3 separate regions of the Mus musculus genome follow, and all the other regions are linked to region 1. The links are chromatin contacts, called in public ChIA-PET and HiChIP or PLAC-seq maps. All regions are on one chromosome and are shown on one strand. Each heading gives the region's core, a stretch centred on a gene start, on an enhancer-like site or on the middle of the called end of the contact. The rest is flanking DNA. Distances are from core to core; before and after follow the strand shown. Region 1 holds the start of Tor3a (torsin family 3, member A). Region 2 overlaps Soat1 (sterol O-acyltransferase 1). Region 3 has its middle 31 kb from the start of Gm39682.

Evidence for each region. ChIA-PET counts read pairs in DNA pulled down with a chosen protein or histone mark. HiChIP or PLAC-seq counts read pairs in DNA pulled down with a chosen protein or histone mark.
Region 2: a contact with region 1 is called in an RNA polymerase II ChIA-PET map of memory CD8 T cells, with 8 read pairs. The contact joins the enhancer-like site here to the promoter of Tor3a in region 1. A contact is called at or near these places in 1 of 39 promoter capture datasets (liver), 2 of 484 Hi-C or Micro-C datasets (bone marrow-derived macrophages and muscle stem cells), 2 of 115 datasets of contacts at active chromatin or transcription factors (memory CD8 T cells and pancreatic cancer cells) and 3 of 9 other capture datasets (adipose tissue, liver and pancreatic islet).
Region 3: a FOXA1 HiChIP or PLAC-seq map of pancreatic cancer cells shows a contact between it and region 1. The contact joins the enhancer-like site here to the promoter of Tor3a in region 1. A contact is called at or near these places in 2 of 39 promoter capture datasets (the C10 cell line and stem cell-derived epiblast-like cells), 2 of 484 Hi-C or Micro-C datasets (stem cell-derived germline stem cell-like cells and undifferentiated spermatogonia), 5 of 115 datasets of contacts at active chromatin or transcription factors (embryonic stem cells, large pre-B cells, pancreatic cancer cells and 1 more) and 3 of 9 other capture datasets (adipose tissue, liver and pancreatic islet).

The regions. Positions count from the first base shown.
Region 1 is chr1:156,672,562-156,676,616 of GRCm38.p6, forward strand. Tor3a (torsin family 3, member A) reads right to left here and starts at 1,778. Exons shown (of 6, transcript NM_023141.2): 1 at 1,525-1,778; 2 at 969-1,085. The coding sequence starts at 1,744.
Region 2 is chr1:156,457,475-156,461,529 of GRCm38.p6, forward strand. Soat1 (sterol O-acyltransferase 1) reads right to left here. Exons shown (of 16, transcript NM_009230.3): 3 at 472-530. Among named protein-coding and RNA genes, the nearest start is that of Soat1, 15 kb to the right of the region's middle. Within about 2 kb of position 2,372, at least 137 of the 459 cell types and tissues checked have an H3K27ac peak or open chromatin away from gene starts, as enhancers often do. A contact at or near this core is called in adipose tissue, bone marrow-derived macrophages and memory CD8 T cells, where this site is marked.
Region 3 is chr1:156,505,982-156,510,036 of GRCm38.p6, forward strand. No RefSeq gene overlaps it. Among named protein-coding and RNA genes, the nearest start is that of Gm39682, 31 kb to the left of the region's middle. Within about 2 kb of position 1,975, at least 31 of the 459 cell types and tissues checked have an H3K27ac peak or open chromatin away from gene starts, as enhancers often do. A contact at or near this core is called in pancreatic cancer cells and stem cell-derived germline stem cell-like cells, where this site is marked.

The DNA.
Region 1 (4,055 bases), core at 528-3,027:
ATTGGGAGGCAGAAGCAGGGGGATTTCAGAGTTGAAGGCCAGCCTGGTCTACAGAGTGAGTTCCAGGACAGCCAGGGCTACACAGAGAAATCCTGTCTTTAAATAAATAAATAAATAAATAAATAAATAAATAAACTAAAGATAAAAAAAAATTGGGAGCACCACGACTGGGGTTGGGAGTAAGGTAAGGGCCTCTTGCTCTTGATTAAGTGTTAGCATTCTGTCTAAACGCCAACCTACACTTGCCTGGCAACAGCCTCGTATGCTCCTCCCCACAAAGGCCTGACCCTTTGTAAAAGGGGCTGCTTACCCCTCCTCCCTTACTTACTCTTGCTTCCCGCTTGCTTCTCTCTTGGGCTCTTCGCTTCCCCCTTCCCTTCCCCCTCTCTCCACGTGCTCAAGGCCGGCCTCTCCGTCTCTGTCTCTCTCTCCTTCCTCTGCCTCTACTACCCTCTTAACTCCCCTTTCTTCCCCTGCTGGCCCTTCAGCGGGAAGGGATGCCTTGGCATGGGCCCACTGAGGCACCCCCTTTCCATACCTCCCCACAACCCCATAGAACATATCTTAAACTTCTTAATCTTTTTATAAACAAATCACTAAGTATCTCCATACTCTAAAAAACAAACAAACAAAACAAACAACAAAAACCCAGGAGGGCTGAGGGATGAAGTACTTGCCTGGCTCTCCTGAGGACTAGTATTTTGAAAACAGCCACATAGCAAGTATTTGGGCACTTTTCCTAGTTGGTATAATGTAACATCCGCTAAGGGCACTATCAGTGCTGCTGTTTTGTCGTCCCTATTGTTGGAGAGTGTCCTTTCTGGAAATCGTGGAGTTCAAAGTCTTGTCAGAGAGGTCCTCAAATAATTGCAGACCCGTGAGGGGTAGGTTTCTCACCAGTCGCTTCTCCATACTCACCAACCCCCTCCCCCAGATACCTGAACCCTGAAAATCACGTCAGCTCCAACCTGTCAAGTTGTTGGAGATCCTGCAATCGCCGCCGCCGCTGCAGCAGTCCTGAAAGCGACAGAGCCATGCAGTGAGCACATCCAGCGACCGCCGGCCCCACAGAGGAAGGCTCCAGCCTGGAAAGGAAATGCTATGAGATGGCAAGATAGGGACAAGAGAGACAGTCCTGAGGTTTCTCAGTGTGACAGCGCCCAAACCAGAGTTCAGGTCCCAACTCACAGCCAGGTTCCCTCGTACGCCCCAGCGCTTCCTCTCTAAGCCTTAGAAGTGAAAGTATCTGGGGTTGGGACAATCACCAAGTATGTCTACAAACGGCTTTCCTTAAACCATCATCAATAAAGCGAGCAAGAATGGGGAGGCTTGAGTGTCTAGAGAAATCAGGGCAGGTGAGGGGCGGCAGAGCAGCCAGACCTTTAGTTGTCCCTAGGGGCTGCACCTAGAGTCGTGCGGAGGTGGGGTGCAGTGACCAGGCCCCTGATGCAGGCCTGCAGTACGCAGTGCTTAAGAGTGAGACTGGCAGGTGAGCGAGGGGTCGGCGGCGGGGACCGCTCTTACCCAGAGGCGGCACGGGGGTCTCCTGGTCTTCACAGTGATCGGGCCACAAGGTGCAGCTGAAAAGCTCCCAGTACCGTTTGGAGAGGGCACCGGCCTTCCTCAGCTGCTCCTTCAGGCCTTTGACGCTCGGCCAAGGGGTGGGCTCGTCGGCCTCCTGGCCCTGCGCTCCCGGGGGGCGCAGCGGCAGGAGCAGCAGCAACCAGAGAGCGCCAAGAAACATGACCGGAGCGAGCGCTTCCGCCTCCAAGAGTCCCGGGACCCAGGACTCATCGACACCCACCAGCCGGCGCGGCCCAGGATTGGCGTCGCCGTGGTGACCGCTCCGCCCTCGCAGAGGCTGACTGAGCAACCCATCCTAATGGAACCAAGTTTCGATTCAGACCAGAGACCCATCCGAAATGAAACTCAAACTGGTGTCCCGGACTGCAGGAATCCTGAGCCCCTGTCTGCCCCTCGGGATGCAGGCTATTCTGGGGCATGCCTGTGGCCTCAAGTGGCCACGAAATGGCCACTGCCAGCCATTCAGCTGCGCCTCCCACATAAGAACCCCTTTTGGTGCCCTGCCCTCGTAGGTCAGCTTTCTGCCAACAGGAGGGTGATGAAACCGTCTGAGCAGGGAGCGTTTTTTTGTTGTCAGGGGAGTCAGCTGGGTGCAGAAGCAGTCCGAAGAGTGTGAGCAGTGGAGAGCTGGGTGGCCTGGTCCTCTAAAGAGGAAAATGAAACAGTAGAGAGCAGTGAGCAGCAGCAGGCTTTCATGGATGCCAGTCTAGCAGAAGCAAGAAGTAGGGTAGGATGGTATTTGAGTTCGGGAAAACCCCGGGTTAAGAGGAAATTGTATCATGTGAGAATTACAGATGTTAGGCTAAGTACTTGCCCACGCATAGCTAGGTTTTAAAACCTGATCAGATGCACCAGGAGGCAGAGGCAGAGGCAGGCACAGCTCTCTGAGTTCAAAGCTAGCCTTGTCTACATACTGAGTGCCAAGCCAGCTACAGTTACATAGTGAGACCCTGTCAATATTTAGAAAACACCAAAAACTCAGGCTTGGTTCCCAGCTTGGCATCAGGAGGAAGGTGGTGGAAATTAGAAGTGAGCCCTAGTGGAGGTCTTTGGGTTACTGGGGTGGGGGCATGTTCTTGAAAGAGAATTGTGGGTGAGCAGTTTTGTTCTACCAATTGCTCCCGCCACGATGCACTCTGCCCACCTTTCCCAGAGGTCTGTAAGTAGTGAACTTGACCTTCAAGGTTATGAACCAAATAAACTGTTTCTTTGATAACTCTCGGGTGCTTGCCAAGGTGGCAGGAAACTGACCCACTTCTTTACACTTAGTTGTAAATAAATAAATAAAATAAATAAATAAAATTTGTAAATAAGTAAAATAAATATCTGAGCATGCATGACAGTCTAACATACTATGGGTTTTTGTTATTGTTTGGATTTTTTGTTTGCCTGTTTTGTTTTCGAGACAAGGTTTCTCTGTGTAGCCCTGGCTGTCCTAGAACTCACTTGGTAGACCAGTTCACTTTGAACTGATTGCTATGTTGGGTGAGAGACAGCAGAAATCAGTCTTCTATGTGGATATCCAGTTTATCAGCACCATTTGTTAAAGAGGCTGTTCTTTTCTAGATGTATGCATTTTATATCTTTGTAAAATAATTAAATGGCTATGCTTGTATAGTTTAAACAAAGCAATAAAAAAATCTTGAGGTGGGGGCTGGTGAGGTGGCTCAGCGGTTAAGATCACTGACTGCTCTTCCGAAGGTCCTGAGTTCAAATCCCAGCAACCACATGGTGGCTTACAACCATCCGTAATGAGATCTGATGCCATCTTCTGGTGTGTCTGAAGACAGCTACAGTATACATACATTAAATAAATAAATAAATCTTTTTGTTGTTGTTTATTTGTTTGGGTTTCTTGTTTTTGTTTTTTTTGGTTTTTTTGTTTTTTTGTTTTTTCGAGACAGGGTTTCTCTGTATAGCCCTGGCTGTCCTGGAACTCACTTTGTAGACCAGGCTGGCCTCGAACTCAGAAATCCACCTGCCTCTACCTCCCAAGTGCTGGGATTAAAGGTGTGCGCCACCACGCCCAGCAATAAATAAATCTTTAAAAAAAAAATCTTGAGGTAAAGGTTTCACCAAGAAGTCGGCCCCACAATGAAACAACAACCGGATTGTACACCGGGGTTTGGATCAGTCTCTAAGTATTTCTGTAAATTCGTCACATCCCATTCTTGTGGGACTAGTGGATGTAAACATCAGGAAGAGCGCGTGGGCCATGGGGACACCTAGAGGCCACTGTGGGAATTACAGGAAGCCGTGAGGGCTCGCCAACTAGTCAAGCAGTCTAAAGATCCAAGGCATTGCCTAAGAACTTGTCCGTAAACGCAGAACTTGAAGTGTAGATCTCTAAGTTCGAGGCCAGCTCTGGTCTACAGAGCGAGTTCCTCCAAGAAAGCAAGGACTACACAGAGAAACCCTGTCTCAAAACCCAAAACAACAAACATGTTTAAAGTCTCACGCCATTTCAAGTT
Region 2 (4,055 bases), core at 1,122-3,621, 210 kb before region 1:
AAGGCAAATAACTCTCTATTTATAATGGGTAAGTTGAGGTGGCAGGCACTTGTAATCCCAGCACTGGAGAGACAGAGGTAGGAGGAGCTACAGATTAAACTGGGAGTCTCAAAAAATTAAAAATAAATAAAAATAAAAATGGGGCTGGGCCAGTGAGATGGCTCAGCTGGTAAAGGTGGGTGCTGGCAAGCCTGGCATCCCCAGTTCAATCCCCAGGACTCACATCAGAAAGGAGAAAACTGACTCTGGGAAGTCACTGTCTGACCTCCACATACATGCTCAACACATACACACAACAACAGCAATAAAATAAAGCAAAACGCAGAGGGTGGGGACCAGGAACTCCAGGTCAGTCCTGGGCTACATGAGAACTTGTCTAAAAAAAAGAAAATAAAACCTAACTAAATAAATGAGGAACATTCACAATGTTACTTTACTGAAAAAACAAAAACAAAACAAAAAGATACTTGCCTCCGCCTCTGCTGCCAACAGCCTCTTCTTGGCTATCAATTGTTTCATGGTAATGTGACCTACGGGAAATAAGGATAATTGGATATTTAAAACTGAACCTTAAGTTGATATCCTGCAGCAGTGAACCATTAAGCTGGAAGCAAGCAAACATAAAGACTAGTACACACATCATGGTGCAAACACAGCGCACCCTTCAGAGAGAAGCACGGCAGTCTAGGGTGGGTCCATGTACAGTTATGGGTCCACTTCTGGCAAGGTGAGAAACGAGGCCCCTGAACAGATCTTCACATGAGACTGTGAAGATACCAAACAAAATATTAAGAATGAAAACACTTGCTTTTAAAGCTCATTGCTGGGACTGGAGGGCTCTGTGGCTGAGTGCTTGCTGCTCTTGCAAAGGCCCTGAGTTCATTCCCAACCCTCAAGTCAGGCCATGCACAACTGCCTGGTCCTTTCTCCAGGGCACCCCTTGTAGCCTCCCAGGGCACCCGCACTCACATGTGCATAAATACATAATTAAGCTTTTTTTTAAAATCTTTTTATAAATTCATTGCAAAGCTGGCCCAAGACCACAGAATGAAAGATTTAAAAAGCTAGAACCCTAAGTGACACGTGATAAACACATGGATTCTTGCCAAAAGCTAGAGCTTTTGCCCACTGGCGGCCACACAACATGTGGACCTTTCACTACACAGGACCCAAGGCCAGGCTCTTTACAGAATGGCAAAACCTAGGGCCTGTTTGGACTTCAGACTTGGAAGTCGAATAGAATACCACCTTAGTGCTAAGGATCCACATGGCCACGTCCTCAGGGTCCTAGACAGAAACAGAAGGTAAAAGAAAGGAAAGTGTCTCTCCTTCAAAAGACCGGAACAGAGTCCCCTGAAACCTTGCAACACTCCAGTGGATTTTGCAACCTAAAGTTTTGTTATCTCAAAAACCTCAGAGTGTGTTTGTTTAACAGCAAACTCGAGCTGCGTTCCTAGACTGCCAATAGATAAATACAATTCCTCCCAGGAAGGTCACAGAATCAGCCAAGGCCTTCAACAATTCTAACAGACAGAGCTCTGAGCACAGAGAAGCCTGTCCTGGTTACAAACCAAAGAGAAACAGCAGGGGCGAAACAAAGGGGCTCAGGTCAGAAATATTAGACATTAGTAATGCCATGTAGACAATTCATTTATGTACATACATACATACATTTTATGTATATGTATTTGGCATATTTTATGTTTAATTACATATATATGTATAGATAAATAGTCTTAAATAATAATGAAAAAATGATGGTAAGCATATGCTAAAATGATTTTTCCAGAAAAAAAATTGTATGAAGACTTGTTAGGTTCCTGGGACTTGTATCTTGGTCGAACGTCAACCTTGCGTTGCTTTCCAATATTGTATTTAATATGCTTTTCTCCAAAAGTCAGATTATATACTTATTTTCTAGGTTACCAACTGCATGGTAAATCAGTGTTGTCCAAAGTTGTACTCACTAACTATATAGCCCAGGATGGCCTCAAACTCACAGTAATCCTCCTGCCTCTGTTTGGATTACCAACACTCACCAAGTTAAAGTAAAGCTCTGTTTTATTTTCAAACAGTATCTCACATAGCCCAGGCTGGCCTTGAACTCCTGATCTGCCTGCATACAGCTCACGAATTAGGATTATAGGTGGTAACACCACACCCTGCTTAATAAGGGTTTTTTAAAAGCTACAAAATAAGACTTTTAGGTAAGTTGGCAAACTGCAATCTGCCTCTATGACACAGTACAAAAGTGTCAAAATTAAAACACAGACTCTATTCCAAAAAGGAAGTGTTTCTGAAACCCTTCAAGCATGACAGTCAAATGAGTAGAAACAGGACATGTGGCTCGGGGTTCACCACACCTATCTCATCCAGGAAATAAACCAGGAAGTCTGGTGAGAAGAAACAGACAGCCTGCCCACAGGCCGGAGCCAGCTCCCACAAGCTTCTAACTACTTCTAGTTTTGCTGAGAGTGTGACTTCTCTGTCAGGACTGGTGATAGCAGCTGAGAAGGGCTGCTCCAACTCAGAGAGCTAGGGTGAGTGCCATCTTAAGAAGAAACCTATGGTTAAAAGTGAACTGGGGGTGGGGTGAGGAGGGGCGGTGGTGGTGCATCCCTTTGATCCCTGCACCTCAGAAGGCAGAGGCAGGTGGATTTCTGAGTTAAAGGCCAGCCTGGTCTACAGAGTGAGTTCCAGGGCTACACAGAGAGATCCTGCCTTGTAAAACCAAACCAAACAAACAAACACATTAAAGAAACAGAACAAAAAGCACCTGGGCTGAGAATGGTAAGATGGCTCAGCTGGTAAAGGTGCTTCCTGCCAAGACCGAAGGCCTGAGTTCAAGTTCCCAGGACCCACATGATAGGAGGAGAACACCGACTCCCAACACTTGTCCTCTGATGCCACACATGTGCCACAGCACAGTGATACTGGGGGGCAGTAGGAACATAACGGAAGGTCACCTAGAGTTCAAGGCCAACCTGGGCTATAGAGTAAATGCTGTCTCAAAGCAACAAGTGCTGTGAGATAGCTCAACCATCTATCTGTCTTCAGTACCTGGAACCCAGAGTAGACCAAAGTTCCAACTCCCGAAGCTGACCTCTGACCTCCACACATGCTGTGACTGACCTCTGACCTCCACACATGCTATGGTACATGTGCACCCACACTCACACATGTACATCATACACATACAATAAATAATAATAATAATAATAATAATAATAATAATAAAAGCAAAGGAAATAGAAACCCATCTTTGTGTATTAACTTAAAAATTAATTTTAAAAACTGAAATGGAAGATATGACAGTATAGTTGGTTTAGACATAATAGCAAAATACAAAAAAATCCTGACTTTAAGATGCAATTCTTTAAACAACAGCTCTTCCCAGCAGTCCATTTAGCCCTTGTGACCCAACTATCCTGCAGTTTTCCTCTAGCAAATCCTGCGAAGATGATTTACCCTTCTCCCTACCCTGCTCTGTGGGCTCTGAACTGCTAACCCTTTACCTGGAAACTCACTACCAATCTCTAAAAAGTATAACTACGAGGTGACAGATAGGCCTGGTCTAACCACTGCCAACACTGTCAAGATCTGATCCATACACATAATCAGTTACTTCACTGATAACTTGTAAAGAATGTGTCACACATCAATAAGTTAAGCAAAACCCAGTGGGGGGGGGGGGCGGGGAGCAGGAGTTTGTACCTGTTCTGTTTTCAAAATAAATAAGCTAACTCAAAGAAACGTCATGTCCATTGCCACGTGGCCAGTGCATAATTGAGCCTAACGAAAGCCACATTTTCCGACGTTCCCAGTCACACAGCATTAGGAGCACTCAAAAACCTAAGCTTGAAGCAAAAGCACTCTTCCTGGTGGCCATGGAGTGCTGCAAGGTGACAAGTGATTTTATAGGCTTCAGTTCTTATAAAGAACATTTGTCTGCTTGCAGCAAGTACAGACTTAACTAATGCTTAGGCAGTGACCAGCAAGGCTGTGTGGCTTACTGAAGGCCAGACTAACTTTACAATTCTGAGTACTGCTGGAAA
Region 3 (4,055 bases), core at 725-3,224, 170 kb before region 1:
TCAATATGTTTAGGACCTAAACCTATAACACTAGTTATAAAGGCACCCCCAGACACCTTAGGGAACGTCAATAAGGATTAGGTTACCATGCCAAAGTTCCAGGTCATTAAACTGAAACTAAGCTATCTAACAATCCAGTAAATCAATAAAGAGAGAATTGTCAGCCAAATTCCCAGAACAGACTGGTTTAACAGGGCAAGCAGCTGCAGGTGAATTCAGCCATACAGTGACTGCTTCCCATGAAGGGGACCCTGGGTTCCATCCCCAGCACCAAAACCAAAATGAACAAAATCAGCCGATACACTACAAAAAAATTAACTGGCATGCTTATGAGGTTGCTTCTGGCCTTAATTCTTACATATACACAAGAAAAGAAACCTGACATTGAGTAGTTATTTCTTTCCATTGTTCTCCTCCATGTCTGCCTTACAAAACTAACAACTTTGTTTCTTTACTGTTTTCTGTGACATGATCTCACTGTGTAGCCTAAGCTAGCCTGACCTCCTGGTCCTCCACCACACAATTACTGGGATTATAGAGAATACTACTTTCTTATTTAAGGTTTCTATTGCTGTGAAGAGACCACAGCAGTTCTTACAGGAAGACATTTAATGAGGGCTGGCTTACAGTTCAGAGGTTTATTATTGTCACGGGGAAGGAAGCATGGTGGCATGCAGGCAGACATTGCATGATGCTGGAGGGTTCTACATCTGGATCCGAAGACAGCAGGAAGAAAGTGGGACACTGGCTTGTCTCAAGCACGGGAAACCTCATAGCCCACCCCCAGTGACACACTTCCTCCAACAAGGGCACACCTACTCCAACAAGACCTCACCTCTAATAATGTCACTTCTTATGAGTCTATGGGGGCCATTTTCATTCAAACCACCACAGCTATCCTGCCTGGCAGAATGGTAACTTTAAAATGGCTGAACTTCTTTTTTGTTTTGTTTTGTTTTGTTTGTTCATTTCTCTTTTACGATTCATTATTGTTTGAGATTGTTTGATTTTTAAGTTTTATTATTTAAGTATGTGTATGTATGTGTGTCTGTGCCCGAGGAGATCAGACAAGCACTGGCTCCCTGAAGCTAGAGTTCCAGGCATTTGTGAGTTGCCTGATGTGGGTGTTGGGAATCAAACCCGAGTCCTCTTACAGAGGAATACGTTCCTTAACCATCAAGCCATTCCTCCAGCCCTTGTTTGCCTTTGAGACTGGTTCTCTCATAGACCAAGCTGATCATAAATTCACTATTGCTGCTGAGAATCACCTTGTACCGCCGATCCTTCTTCCTCCACCTCCTAAGTATTGGAATTACAGATGTGTGCTGCCGGGCCTGTTTTATGTGGTGGTGGGGATCAAGGCAAGGTCTTCATGACTGCTGGGAAAGCACCCCCTAACTGAACTGTAGAACCAGCACCCTGATTTTACTCTTTATTCTGAGGCAGGACCTCACTAGCATACCCTGGGTGCACTCTTCCTTCAGAACAACTTTGAGCTTGGAATCCCTCAGCCAACCTCCCACAGCTGGATTGCAGCCTTGCGTGACATAGACCTGGCTTTCTCCTGTCTTTAGGTTTGGACTTGGGCTAGCCTCATCCTGTCGGTTCTCCTGCTTATCAGGCTGTTAGACTCAAAATATAATTATGTCATCAGCTCTTCCAGGCCTCCAGGGCTGTCACATGAAGACCAATGGTGATTGTGTTTGGGACTTAAATTTCTTCTCTCAGCAACTTATTGTGAGAGAGGTGAACCTGGTCTGGTTTAATTTAAGCTCAGTTTGATTCAAGCAGATTAAAGAGGACGAGGAAAACACAGACATCATGGATATTACCGGTGTTGTGTGACAAAACGTTTCCTGGGGAGAAATAACACATGGGTTTATTCACCCCAGATAGATATCCCACCACAAACCAAAGTATGCATACCATCTGACTTGGTGACCAATGAGTTTTATTAGGATTACTTACAGGAATATGAGTGAGGGATTACTCACAGGAGTGGAAATGACTCAAAGAAAACTGCATCATCAAGGCCCACCCCAGCATGGTGACAACTCACAAAATCTGAACTCTGCTGCTTTCTGCTTCTTTCAGTGGCTGGTCAAGTATCAGAGCCTTCTTTGAAGCTTGTCTTGTATGAGAGTCCTCTCTGAAGCTCAACTCCTTCTGAGAGAGGCTCTCAGCTTTGATTGCTTACTCTGGCAGGGAGGGACCAAGTGAATCTGTTAAGTTTCAGGGACTTCCTGAAGCCATTTTGAATTGTCTACCTTCCTGCTTAAAGAGGTCCCCTGTGGGATGGACTGTTTCAATCTTGGGAAAAGCTGTTACAGAACATTGGAATAGGTAACTCTCACTACTTCCACACCCCAAACACTGAAAGATAAGACAGAAAAGGCTTTCAGTAACAGAATCAATAAAATCTTTAAGTAATCCAAGTGATATTTCCATGTACCAATTATACTGAAGAAACTGTCCTCTCTAAAACATTAAGACTAAAAAGAGAAGGCAGTGACGAAGCAAAGAAGGGAGGTGATCCCCAGGCAATGAGGGTGCTTTTCTTAATCCCAGCACTGGAGAGGCAGAAGCAGGTGGATTTTTGAGTTCAAGGCCAACCTGGTCTGCAGAGTGAGTTCCAGGACAGCCAGGGTTCTATAGAGAGACTCTGTCTCTAAAAGAAAAGAAAAAGAAAAAAGAAAAGAATGGAGCTGTCTCAAGGGTGACATATAGACATAGTTGGCAAATTTGGCAAATAAGAATCCAATACACTCAGTATTTGATCTAACAACCCTGGCTTTAGAAAAGTTTGAGAATAGTTACTGGACCAGAAATGAAATAACTTCTACAAGTGCCTAATTTTTCAAGAGGATTGTCTTTTTTCTTTTTCCTTCCTTCCTTTCTTCCTTTCTTCCTTCCTTCCTTCCTTCCTTCCTTTCTTTCTTTCTTTCTTTCTTTCTTTTTTTTTTTTTTTTTTGTGTGTGTGTTTTTTGTGTTTTTTGAGACAGGATTTCTCTGTGTAGCCCTAGCTGTCCTGGAACTCACTCTGTAGACCAGGCTGGCCTTGAACTCAGAAATCTGCCTGCCTCTGCCTCCTGAGTGCTGGGATTAAAGGCGTATGCCACCAACGCCCGGCTTTTTCACTTTTTTTTCTTTCGATTTTTTTCTTTTTCTTTTTGAGATGATTGTCTAATGGGCATAAATCTGGGCTGGGATGTAGCCCAGGTGCAGAAGCTGGGCTCACCATGCTTACACCATAGATTTGATCTCCAGCTAAAAGAACAGGAGTGGGAGAGGAAGGGACTGCATGGGAAGCCATAAGCCTGACTGAGAAGGCTTTAGTCAGTCAGCTTAACCAAGTCAAGCCTCCACATTTGTACAGGTAGGAAGTGCTCCAGGAAAGTGTCCTGGTTTGCTCTCTGTTGCTGTGATAAAACACTCTAAGAGAAGTGTAGAGCGCCGGGTGTGGTGGCGCACGCCTTTAATCCCAGCACTCGGGAGATAGAGGCAGGCAGATTTCTGAGTTCAAGGCCAGCCTGGTCTACAGAGTGAGTTCCAGGACAGCCAGGGCGATAACAGAGAAACCCTGTCTCGAAAAACCAAAACAAAAACCAGAGAAGTGTAGGGGAAGAAAGGGTTTGTCTCATCTTACAGGATAGAACCCATTACTGAAAGAAGTTCATGAGCATGAACCATGGAAGAGGCTGGAGAGATGGCTCGGCAGTTAAGAGCCTTTCCTTCCAAAGGATCCGAGTCATGTCCCACACACCACCACATCAGGCAGCTCACAATCACCTGTAAGTCCAATCCCAAGTTGTCTTCTGGTGTCCATGGTCATGTTAACTCATACTTGGCATTCACTCACACAGGCACATCATATATACACAGTTCTCGCTGTGTCTCTCTCTGTCTCTGACTCTCTCTCTCTTTGTGTGTGTCCTCTCAAGGGGAAAATAAAACCACAGAGAAACACGGCTATCTGGTTCATGCTGAACTAGTTTTCTTACACAGTCCAGGGTCTCCTGCTCAGGGAATGGTGCTACCTTCCCTTGGCAGCTCCT